Linked DNA regions of Mus musculus: region 1 is linked to region 2. A link is a contact called in public promoter capture Hi-C data. All regions are on one chromosome and are shown on one strand. Each heading gives the region's core, a stretch centred on a gene start, on an enhancer-like site or on the middle of the called end of the contact. The rest is flanking DNA. Distances are from core to core; before and after follow the strand shown.

Region 1 (4,981 bases), core at 831-3,330, 860 kb after region 2:
GGCTCAGGATACATCAAGGAACAGGGCCAGGGAGGGGCTTGTAAGAGCCTGATGACCAAGCTATCTTCTGTGAAATTATGCATTCATGCTGTGTTGGGGAAGCTACACCCAGGAAATCTGAACAATTACAGATGCCTAAAGACTGCACACTTTCAACAACAACTGAAGTATATATAATGCCAGGAGGTGGTATATAGTGGGCCCATGCCAAGGTATGCCCGTGTGTAATTATGCCATGCAACAGATCTGGTGTAAAAGAGGTTTCCTGGGGAAAGGAAGAGGAGTGAGGACCCGGAGCAGGGGTAAAGACAGACAAGTGGACAGGCAGACAGACCAGGGCAGAGCCATGGGGGAGGGGGCAGTGGGCGCAGAGAGGGACAGAAAGGAGAGAGGGAGCGGGAGCCGAGGGGGAGGGGGAGGAGAGGGGAGAGGGGGAGAGCGAGGGAGAGCAAGAGAGCAGTCCATCACCTAGCAGCGCTGGCCTTTGCTAGGTCCCTGGGAGGAGCCTAGTGGAAGCCAGCTAGCTAGGGAAAGCTCATGGGGCCCCTCCCCTAGATGAAGAGCTACAATCAATTAACTATTGCAGAAGGAGGGAGAATTAGTCTTCCCCGGGGATGAGCCTCTTTTAGACCTGGGGAAGGAGGAGGGGTGGTAGGGATGGAAACAAACAATTCCTGAGTGTCTGATTAAAGCAAGCTGTATTTACAACTGGCCAGCTGGCTGTCTCTCCTAAAGTCAGGATTTCAGAGAGCAGCCCCTCACTGGCTTTTGAGGTTCCTTTTATGGAGAAAGGTTAGGGCTGATAGAAAACAGATGTCGCGATAATTGGCTGTTAGAAAGGAGGCAATAAAAATAAGTGCAAGAAAACATCACGTGGAAAGGGAGTCATCAAGGTATCTAGGAAGACATTTTCATAAGGCAAAAGGATAGTCGTATCACAGGTTCGGGAGTTTAGCAAGGCAAAGGGGTAGGCACACATGATGGAGTCACAAGTTCAGCACAGGTTGGAAAGCAAGGTTTGCAGGATGCATCAGGCTTAAGAAACAGAAACGGATTCTTGTAGGAGACTTAATAACAATGTGTAACAATGTGGCTCTTTAACATCAACCTGGCACCTGTTCTGGTTTACACCTCCTATTGGTGTTCCAGTACCAAGTGGTCAGCCCCATAAACATATACTCAAATGCAACCCCATAAACATATACTCAAATGCAACACTGAACAGACTCACAGGTGGTGTTTATCTATTTATTCCTTATATGTATATGTAACAACAATGGTTTAAAAAGAGTCCCAGGGGTTGGAGAGATGGCTCAGTGGTTAAGAGCACTGGCTGTTCTTCTGAAGGTCCTGAGTTCAAATCCCAGCAACCACATGGTGGCTTACAATCATCTGCAATAAGTTCTGATGCCCTCTTCTAACATGGAAGTGGACGTGCAGATAGAGCACTCATTTACATAAAAAGCACACATTTAAAAAAAAGAAGAAGAAAAGAAAAAAGAAACTCTTCCAAAAAAAGAGGTCCTGTGCCTGGCAGTGGTGGCGCACTCCTTTAATCCCAGCACTTGGGAGGTAGAGGCAGGTGAATTTCTGAGTTTGAGGACAGCCTGGTCTACAGAGTGAGTTCCAGGACAGCCAGGGCTACACAGAGAAACCCTGTCTGGAACCCCCCCCCCCAAAAAAAGAGGTCCTGTGAATGTGGGTGGGACATACATGGGAGGAGTAGGAGGAAATGGTGTAATTATATTTTAATTAAATCAAAATAAATAAATACTGCTCAGTGTAGTGTGCACGTCTTTAACCCTAACACTGAAGAGGCAGAAGTAGGTTGGAGCTCTGTGAGTTTGAGGACAGCTGGGTTTGCATACCAAGAGTCAGGCCAACCACTCAAAAATAGGATAAAACATAAAAATGAAATAATTTCCCTAAATAGGAAAGGTCCCGTGAGCTAAGGGGAAAGTCTGAAAAGCATTCGGCTGTGGAACTTTTACACAGCACCCACTTCTTTCAGGTTTGCATGAGGTAGGCTTTTCTTACAAGCATCCTGTTCCTTAAATAGCCAGGGTCCTTTCTAGTCACTAAACGTCACTGTAGAGTGGTATCTCAGGTCTGTCCCAGCCTTGCATACATCTTAGAGCCAAAGCTCAACTAACCCCTAGTCCTATTGCGTGGTCTCTTCCCCAAAACCATGACAGTTTCCCAGGTCCCGCCTAAACTCAGACCCGCCCACCTGCCACGCGGCAGGGCCGCTTCTTCTTCCTACCGCCAGGGGCAGCTCGCACCCACAGAGCCTTCTTACACCCGGATCCCCGCACTGAGTGGAGAGGGCAGCGGTGAGTTACAAAAACAGCCCACACTCTTCTCCAGCCCGCCCTCACCCTCTTTCACTGAGTACTCTGAACTCTTTTTCGTCCCTTTATTCCCTAGTCTCTCTTCCCGACAACTCGCGATCGATCCCCCTCTCCGCACCCCACCCCTACACGGGCTTCCTCTTTCCATTTCCTGGGCAAGTCCCGCTACTCCCCAGTTGCGGCCCCACCCCACCCCATCGTCGTCATCCACCCCATCCGGTCCCTCCTCCCCAATCCCAACGCCTCTCCTTGCTGTCCCTCTCCAAATCTCCGGGTTCCTCTTCCTCCACCGTCCGGCCTCACCCTCCCTGAGGATTTAGGGCCCGCGAAGAACTCCCTGATTCCTACCTCAGCAGTTCTTACTTAAGGAAGCTGGCTCAGGAGCTCACAAGAGGGAGGTCGGCGGTGGGTGCTGAGAGAACTTGTTTACAGATTCACTTGGGCTCCTGGCAGTCTTCTTAATTTAAGAATGTTCTTGGCGCCCGCAACCCTTACTTAGGGTAGCTACGCAGCTAGCCCCCGACTCCCCTCACCGCCTGTGGGGATTGGCCAAGTTTGAGGGTTTACTGTGAGTGTGCGTGTGGAGGAAAGTCCAGCTAGTCACTGTTAACTGTCTCCTCCAGGCCGTCTGGGCTGAGGCAGCTTTCCATGGACGGCTCTGAAGATGACCCGACCATATTCAGTGCCCGTTGTCTGCCCAGTGACCCCAGGCTCTGGGCCACTGTAACGAACTCATACCTAGGTACACGTGTGTATCATGACACCATCCATATAAACGGTGTGTACAATGGAGCTGTCGGGGACACTCACCGGGCCAGTCTGCCCAGCCCCCTCAATGTCCAGCTGGAGGCCCCTGCAGGGACAGAACAGCTGACAGAGACCTTTACCCTGGACACCAACACAGGTTAGCTGTCACCAACCCGTGCCAACCTATTGCTCCTCACTTGTCCATGAAGCTGGGAAAGGGGCCACAACCACCAATGTGTGCCTCAGGCCTGTAACCTTGGCACTGGTACTGGGAAGGTTGAGGCGGGAAGACGGAGAGTTGGAGCTCAGCCTCCAGTACACATCAAGATGCATCACAAAAATATGTAAACACATAGCCTTTAATTTAAGGAAGAAGAAGAAGAAAAAAAAAAACATGAAAAAGCCGCCTCCCAAAATGAGGCCTGTGTGGTTGCTCTTGCTTTCTTTTCATCTGGGTGGGCCCACTACACAGTGGGGAGAGGCAGCCTGAGGTCTGAAGGACCCCACTCCCAGCCCAGGAAGGTAATGGTGCTCTGTGGTACTGAGAGTGTGTCTGCCTTTCCCCAACCCTCCCTAGGTTCCTTCCTCCACACCCTGGAAGGCCCCAGCTTCCGGGCTTCCCAGCGGATCTATGCTCACCGTGTGTTACCCCATGTCCTGGTCTTCAGTGTGTCCATTGCACGCTTGACCACAGGGAACAAACCCATCACAGTGCCGTTACGGGCAGACTTCTCCCCCGAAAGCCCAGACCTGGACCTGCGTGTGGGGCCTGACTTCCAGGGACTCCGGTAAGAATCACACTGGGTAAATCTAGGTAGCCCAGAGAGCAGAGCGAGCCCTTTCTTAAGACTCAGCTATGCCCTTGCAGGTACCTGCATGGCCACGTACTTAACCCTGAGCAGCCTGGAGAGCCACAGCAGGAAGTGCATATGCTATGGATGCCTGTCCCCCCAGCCTTGACCCTTGGGGAAGAGGAGAAGGACAGGACCTGGGAGTTTCTGACTGTTGTGGGTAGCAGCCAGGCTGAAGCCCAGGACTGCTTTGCTGAGGCCCTACAGCTGCAGACCAGGGGTGTTCTGTATACAATCCATGCAGACTCCTGGGGCCGGCTCTGGGCAGGCTGTGGCCTGGATGTGGCTGGGCCCCTGGCCCTGCGCCAGGCCCTTCGTGGCTCTCTCTACTACCTGTTCAGTGAGCTTCCCCAGCCTGGCACTCAAGGATTCATCAGCCATGGGCTTAGCCCCGGAGGACTCTCCAATGGGAGTAAGGAGGAATGCTACTGGGGCCATATCTTCTGGGATCAGGTACATCCTACCCTGCACTGGTTACACAGGGGGAGTTGCATGCAAAGATTCCGGGCATTGCCTTTGCACTACCTGAGATCAAGACCAAACATGGGAGCTCTAGATAGGAGGGCTTCCTGGAAGAGATGGTTGGTTTCTCAGAAGAAAGGTGTGTAGGAATGTGGTAGAAAAGAGTGGTCCAGGTTAGAGCAAACAGAAGGCGCAAAGGCTGAGGGTCTGCAACATTTGAAAGCAGAGAAGGGGCCTCATAGCTGGCTAAGAACACCAGAGCCTCAGAGTGAGCCAGGTGCAAGCCTGGAGCTTACAAAAGGACTGGAAAAACCATAGAGACTGTAGAAGAATGATACAAGGAGAGATACAGTCTGGGAAGATTTGGGACTGTCAGGAGCAGCTGGGTGCGGGGGAAGCAAGGGCTGGAGAAGGCAGTACTGTAGGTTGTAGCCTATGGAGATCAGCGGCCACTGCGTGAGGGAATAGCGAGAGGGAAGGCTCGAGGCCACTCCCACGTCTGACACCTTGTGAAGTCTGCACAGTGGCCCATTTGACAGATGAAGTCAAAGAAAGCTGAGGTCAGGCAGC
Region 2 (4,620 bases), core at 1,328-3,827:
AGATTTATTTATTATATATAAGTACACTGTAGCTGTCTTCAGACTCTCCAGAAGAGGGCGTCAGATCTCATTACGGGTAGTTGTGAGCCACCATGTGGTTGCTGGGGTTTGAACTCAGGACCTTCAGAAGAGCAGTCAGTGCTCTTAACCTCTGAGCCATCTCTCCAGCCCCCATATTTTTATTTTTTAATCACTTTATACACATCGCTTTATTCACATCACAGCCCACTCCTTCCCCTCTTCCCAGGCCCACTTTTACAAATCCCTCTCCCCATTTCCTCCACAAGATGCCCCCCCCCTTGGGCAACACTGGGCCCAATATAATAACGTATGGTTTTTTTTTTAAAGATTTATTTATTTTATATATGTGAGTACACTGTCGCTGTCTTCAGACAACCAGAAGAGGGCATCAGATCCCATGACAGATGGTTGTGAGCCATCAATCATGTGGTTGCTGGGAATCGAACTCAGGTCCTCTAGAAGAGTAGTCAGTGTTCTTAACCGCTGACCCATCTCTCCAGCCCCCAGTATAACCATCTTTAAAAGGAAATACTGTAAACGTATTGTGAAATTCCAGAGAAAGAACAAAGAAGCTCTCATCAACTCCTGAGGCCAACCCCTTCTTCCTCCCTCCCAGCTCCCAAGCACATTCAGAAGGAGGACTTACAAGTCAGTCTCCCCGCCCCCCCCGCCCCTTCCCCCCCTCAATCCCAGACAGTAGAGACCTGTGGTGAAACTTGAGCAGGCTGAGATCAGCAAAATATAAAAAGATCACGGAGGTTGTGTGTATTGCGGGTGCGGAATTTGGTAAGCAGTTCCATGGGGCTGGGGAGATGGTGGCTCAGTTGGTAAAGTGCTTGCTATGCAAGCATGGAGACCTGGCTCAGATCCCCAGTGCCCACACAGAAGCTGGGCCAGTGGCTGGCATCTATAATCCCAGTGTTGGGAGGAAATGGGCAGAGATGTGTGGAATTTGGTGGCTCAATAGCTACCTAGCCAGCATAGCTGAAATGCAGAGGTTGAAGTTCAGTGAGAGACTCTCTCAAAGTAAGGCAGAGAGTGATCGAGGAAAAAAGTAAAATGACCTATGCACACACAGGTGAGTGTACCTGAACACACAGGCACACATCACATACACAGACACACAAACACATACGCACACACAAAAGGTGCCTGGGGGGCAGGCACTGGAGAGATAGTTCAGCAGCTAAGAGCACTTGTTCTTGTAGAGGACTTGAGTTCAGTTCCCAGCACCAATATGGTGGCTCAAAAATGGTCTATAAAGCCAGTTCTGAGGACCTGACAAGTCTCTTCTGACCCCTGCAGACATCAGATACACAAGTGGTTACATACATAGTTACCAGGTTGTTAGCATTTTCCCTAGGCTCTGCCCAACAGTTACCTAGTAACAGCCAGGCTCCTACCTGGCTTGCTTCCTCTCCTCCCCCTCTTCCTCTCTTTCTCTCTCCCCTCTCTGTTGTTCTTTGTCCCCCTCTCTCTACCCCTTCCTCCAGGTCCCAAATAAATTCCTTTTTATATGGCATGGCTTGATTTCTCAGGGGGTTGCCTTGGCACTGGCCACCAAGGCACCCCCCTCACACTGCCGTTTTATAAAACACACATCACAGACAAAACATCCGTTCTGACACATAAAATAAATCTAAATTAAACAAAATAAGAAGGGATTGACAAGATGGCTCAGCAGTTAAAAGCATTTGCTGATTTGACAGAGGACCCGGGTTCAGTTCCTAGCATCTACATAGTGACTCACAATGACCCATAATTCCAGTTGGAGGGTCTCTGTCTCCCTCTTCTGACCTCCACAAGCATCAGGCATGCATGCGGTACTCAGACATACACTCAGGCAAAATGCCTATACAAATAAGAAAAATAAAATAAAATATTTAAAAAAATAAGAAAAACTAGCCAGCGAACACCTTTAATCTCAGCACTCAGGAAGGCAGAGGCAGGTGGATCTCTGAGTTTAAGGCCTGCCTGGTCTATAAAGTGAGTTGTGGACAGCCAAAGCTGTCACAGAGAAATCCTGTCTTGAAAAAAAAAACCTAAATAAATATAAAAATAAGAAAAGCTATCTCCTTTTTACATTAACAGCATAAAGAAGAAAATTATCTAGGCAATTTTAGCAGGAGTCAAAAATATATTTGGGAAGACTTGAAGTTCACTTACAATTTTAAAAATGTGCTTGCACACTGAGGGCAGAGGAAGAAGGATATTCTTAAATTCCAACAAATTTATTGAGTGTAAGTCTTGTTGTTTTGGTTTGTTTGTTTGTTTGTTGTGGTTTGTCGTTTGAGACAGGCTCTCATTATAGCTCAGGCTGGTCTTAAACTCCGGATCTTCGTGCCTCAGACTCCGGAGTCCGGGATTACAGGTGTGCATCATAACACAAACTTGAATTTGGGTTTTCTGTTTTTGAGACCACAGAAATACAGATGGCCTTGTCTGGTCTGGTGGTTTTCGTAAATACACATGGCCCCTTAGGCTCATGTATTTGAATGCTTAGTCACCAGGGAGTGTCACTACTTAAAGAAAAAAAAAAATACTTAGAAGAATTAGGAGGTGTGGCCTTGTTGGAGGAAGTGTGTCCTTGGGTGTGGACTTGGAGGTTTCAAAAGCCCACGCCTAGCAGAGGGTTTCTCTATGGTTGGATCAGGATGTAGCTCCGGGCTACTTCTCCAGCAGTGCGGCATTCCTTGGATAATGCACCAAACCTCTGAATCTGTAATCAAGCCTTCACTTGAATGCCTTTTTAATATAAGAGTTTCCTCGGTTATGGTGTCTCTTCACAGCATCAGAACTGACTAAGACAGCCAGTGAAGTTCCAGAAACGATGGTCCTGAGTGCTCAGTCAGCACAGTTGCACAGGGGCAAAGAAACCAGGCCAGGGGGTTGGAACCTAGTCCTGATTATTCATGGACGAAATCGCTGTTGTGTTTAAATGCAAAAGCAAATCCCGTGTGTGTGTGTGTGTGTGTGTGTGTGTGTGTGTGTAAACATTGAAAGACTCCAGGGTCAGCGAGATGGCTCAGTGGGTGACTGGCTGCCAAGCCGGGCAATCTGAGTTCAGTCCCCAGGACTCCCATGGTGGACCGAGAAAACCGCCTTCTGCAAGGTGTGCTCTGACCTCCACATGTGCAACGTGACATAATTTTACTCACACACAATACATAAGAGCAATACAATATTTAAGGGATGGGAGAAATAATTCAGTGGTTATAAGAACTGATTTTTTTTCTTCCACATCAATATCTAGCACCCACACAGCCGCTCACAGATCTGAAACTCCAGTTCCAGGGAGTCCAATGGCCTCTTCTTCAGGGGCACCGGAAATACATGAGGTGTACACACATACACATATGTAAAACACTAATACATACAAAAAATTTTAAAATGAAAAAGTCCAGTTAAATTTGAGTTTATAGAAAGCAGATGTATTTCTATATGTCAGTGGCAAATGTTTATTTTGATACTTTTAACTATGTGTGTAATTTATTTACTGTTTTCCATAAATGCATGTCTGTGCTTACTTGCACAGGTCAGAAGAGGGCGCTGCTGCCCCGGGAAATGGAGTTTTATTTGCGTCTGTATGTGCAGTTGCCTTCAGAAGCCAGGGCATCACATCCCTGAGCCGAGGCTATAAGGAATTGGGAGCTGCCTGATGCGGGTGCTTGGAATACAACTTAGGTCCCCTCTGCTCTCTACCTCTGAGACTACTCTCCAGCCCCTGTTTTTTTTTGTTCATTTGGTTTTTGGGGGTGTGTTTTGTTTTGTTTTGTTTTGTTTTAAAATAATGTTGGGTTTCACTCTATAGCCCTATACAGTCCAAGGCTGGCCTTGAACTCAATATTCTCTTGCCTCAGCCTCCCCAGATGTGAGCCAGCTAAGATTTCATTTAAATAATTTCAAGCCCCAGGACAGAGATGATGGGCAGTTGCTCCATATGGAAGGCCATGAAATATTGGCGAGGGGAGCAAGGCACATCTGAATCCTCCGTCAGGTAAAGAAGACTATCGTGCAGATTTTGGAGGTCTTTATGCTCTAACATCTCTGACAGTATTTATAGAATCAACAACTCTCAATCAAAATTCCAACAAATTTGTTTATGAACTTAAAACATCAAATTTTTTGTGTTGAAGGCAGAAAGACACAAGATGTTTGGACAAAGGAAGTCCATCTTGCTGGGTATCTGCCCTGAACACAGCAGTGTACACTGGTGGTGTTGATGCTTTGCAGAGGGAAACCCATTTGACATATTCTATGCATTCAGATCTCAGTTAATAGCAGAGAAGCTGCCTGCATCTTAATAATTAAAGTCTGCTTGGAACGGTGAAGCTAATCTGGTCACTACATGCATATTCAAATGCAGATAATGAGCACACACACAATGCACAAGTGAATACAGCAATTTGTTCTAGGTGCATGAACAGGGAAAACCGACACAACAGAGCACTCTAGAGACAGTGCAGAAGCATATTTACAGTCTCAGGAAGAGAAAGATTTCCCCAGCAGTACTCACAGAGGAAAATCTCAATAAAATGACTTTTCATGTTAAAATTAAGAATCCTTGCCTATAAAGACAAGACCTTCAAAGAGGACCTT

What was found. Promoter capture Hi-C pulls out the DNA fragments that hold promoters and counts their contacts.
Region 1: a promoter capture Hi-C map of embryonic stem cells shows a contact between it and region 2, with 4 times the contacts expected there. The contact joins the promoter of Pgghg here to the enhancer-like site in region 2. A contact is called at or near these places in 8 of 39 promoter capture datasets (cranial neural crest, embryonic stem cells, epiblast stem cells and 5 more), 13 of 115 datasets of contacts at active chromatin or transcription factors (T-cell acute lymphoblastic leukemia, astrocytes, bone marrow-derived macrophages and 7 more) and 1 of 9 other capture datasets (embryonic stem cells).

What each region holds. Positions count from the first base shown.
Region 1 is chr7:140,939,311-140,944,291 of GRCm38.p6, forward strand. It overlaps Pgghg (protein glucosylgalactosylhydroxylysine glucosidase), which reads left to right and starts at 2,081. Exons shown (of 14, transcript NM_145387.5): 1 at 2,081-2,333; 2 at 2,975-3,255; 3 at 3,676-3,886; 4 at 3,967-4,402. The coding sequence starts at 3,000.
Region 2 is chr7:140,075,329-140,079,948 of GRCm38.p6, forward strand. The region is part of intron 1 of Caly (calcyon neuron-specific vesicular protein); the gene reads right to left. Among named protein-coding and RNA genes, the nearest start is that of Caly, 4.9 kb to the right of the region's middle. Within about 2 kb of position 2,578, at least 23 of the 459 cell types and tissues checked have an H3K27ac peak or open chromatin away from gene starts, as enhancers often do. A contact at or near this core is called in bone marrow-derived macrophages and embryonic stem cells, where this site is marked.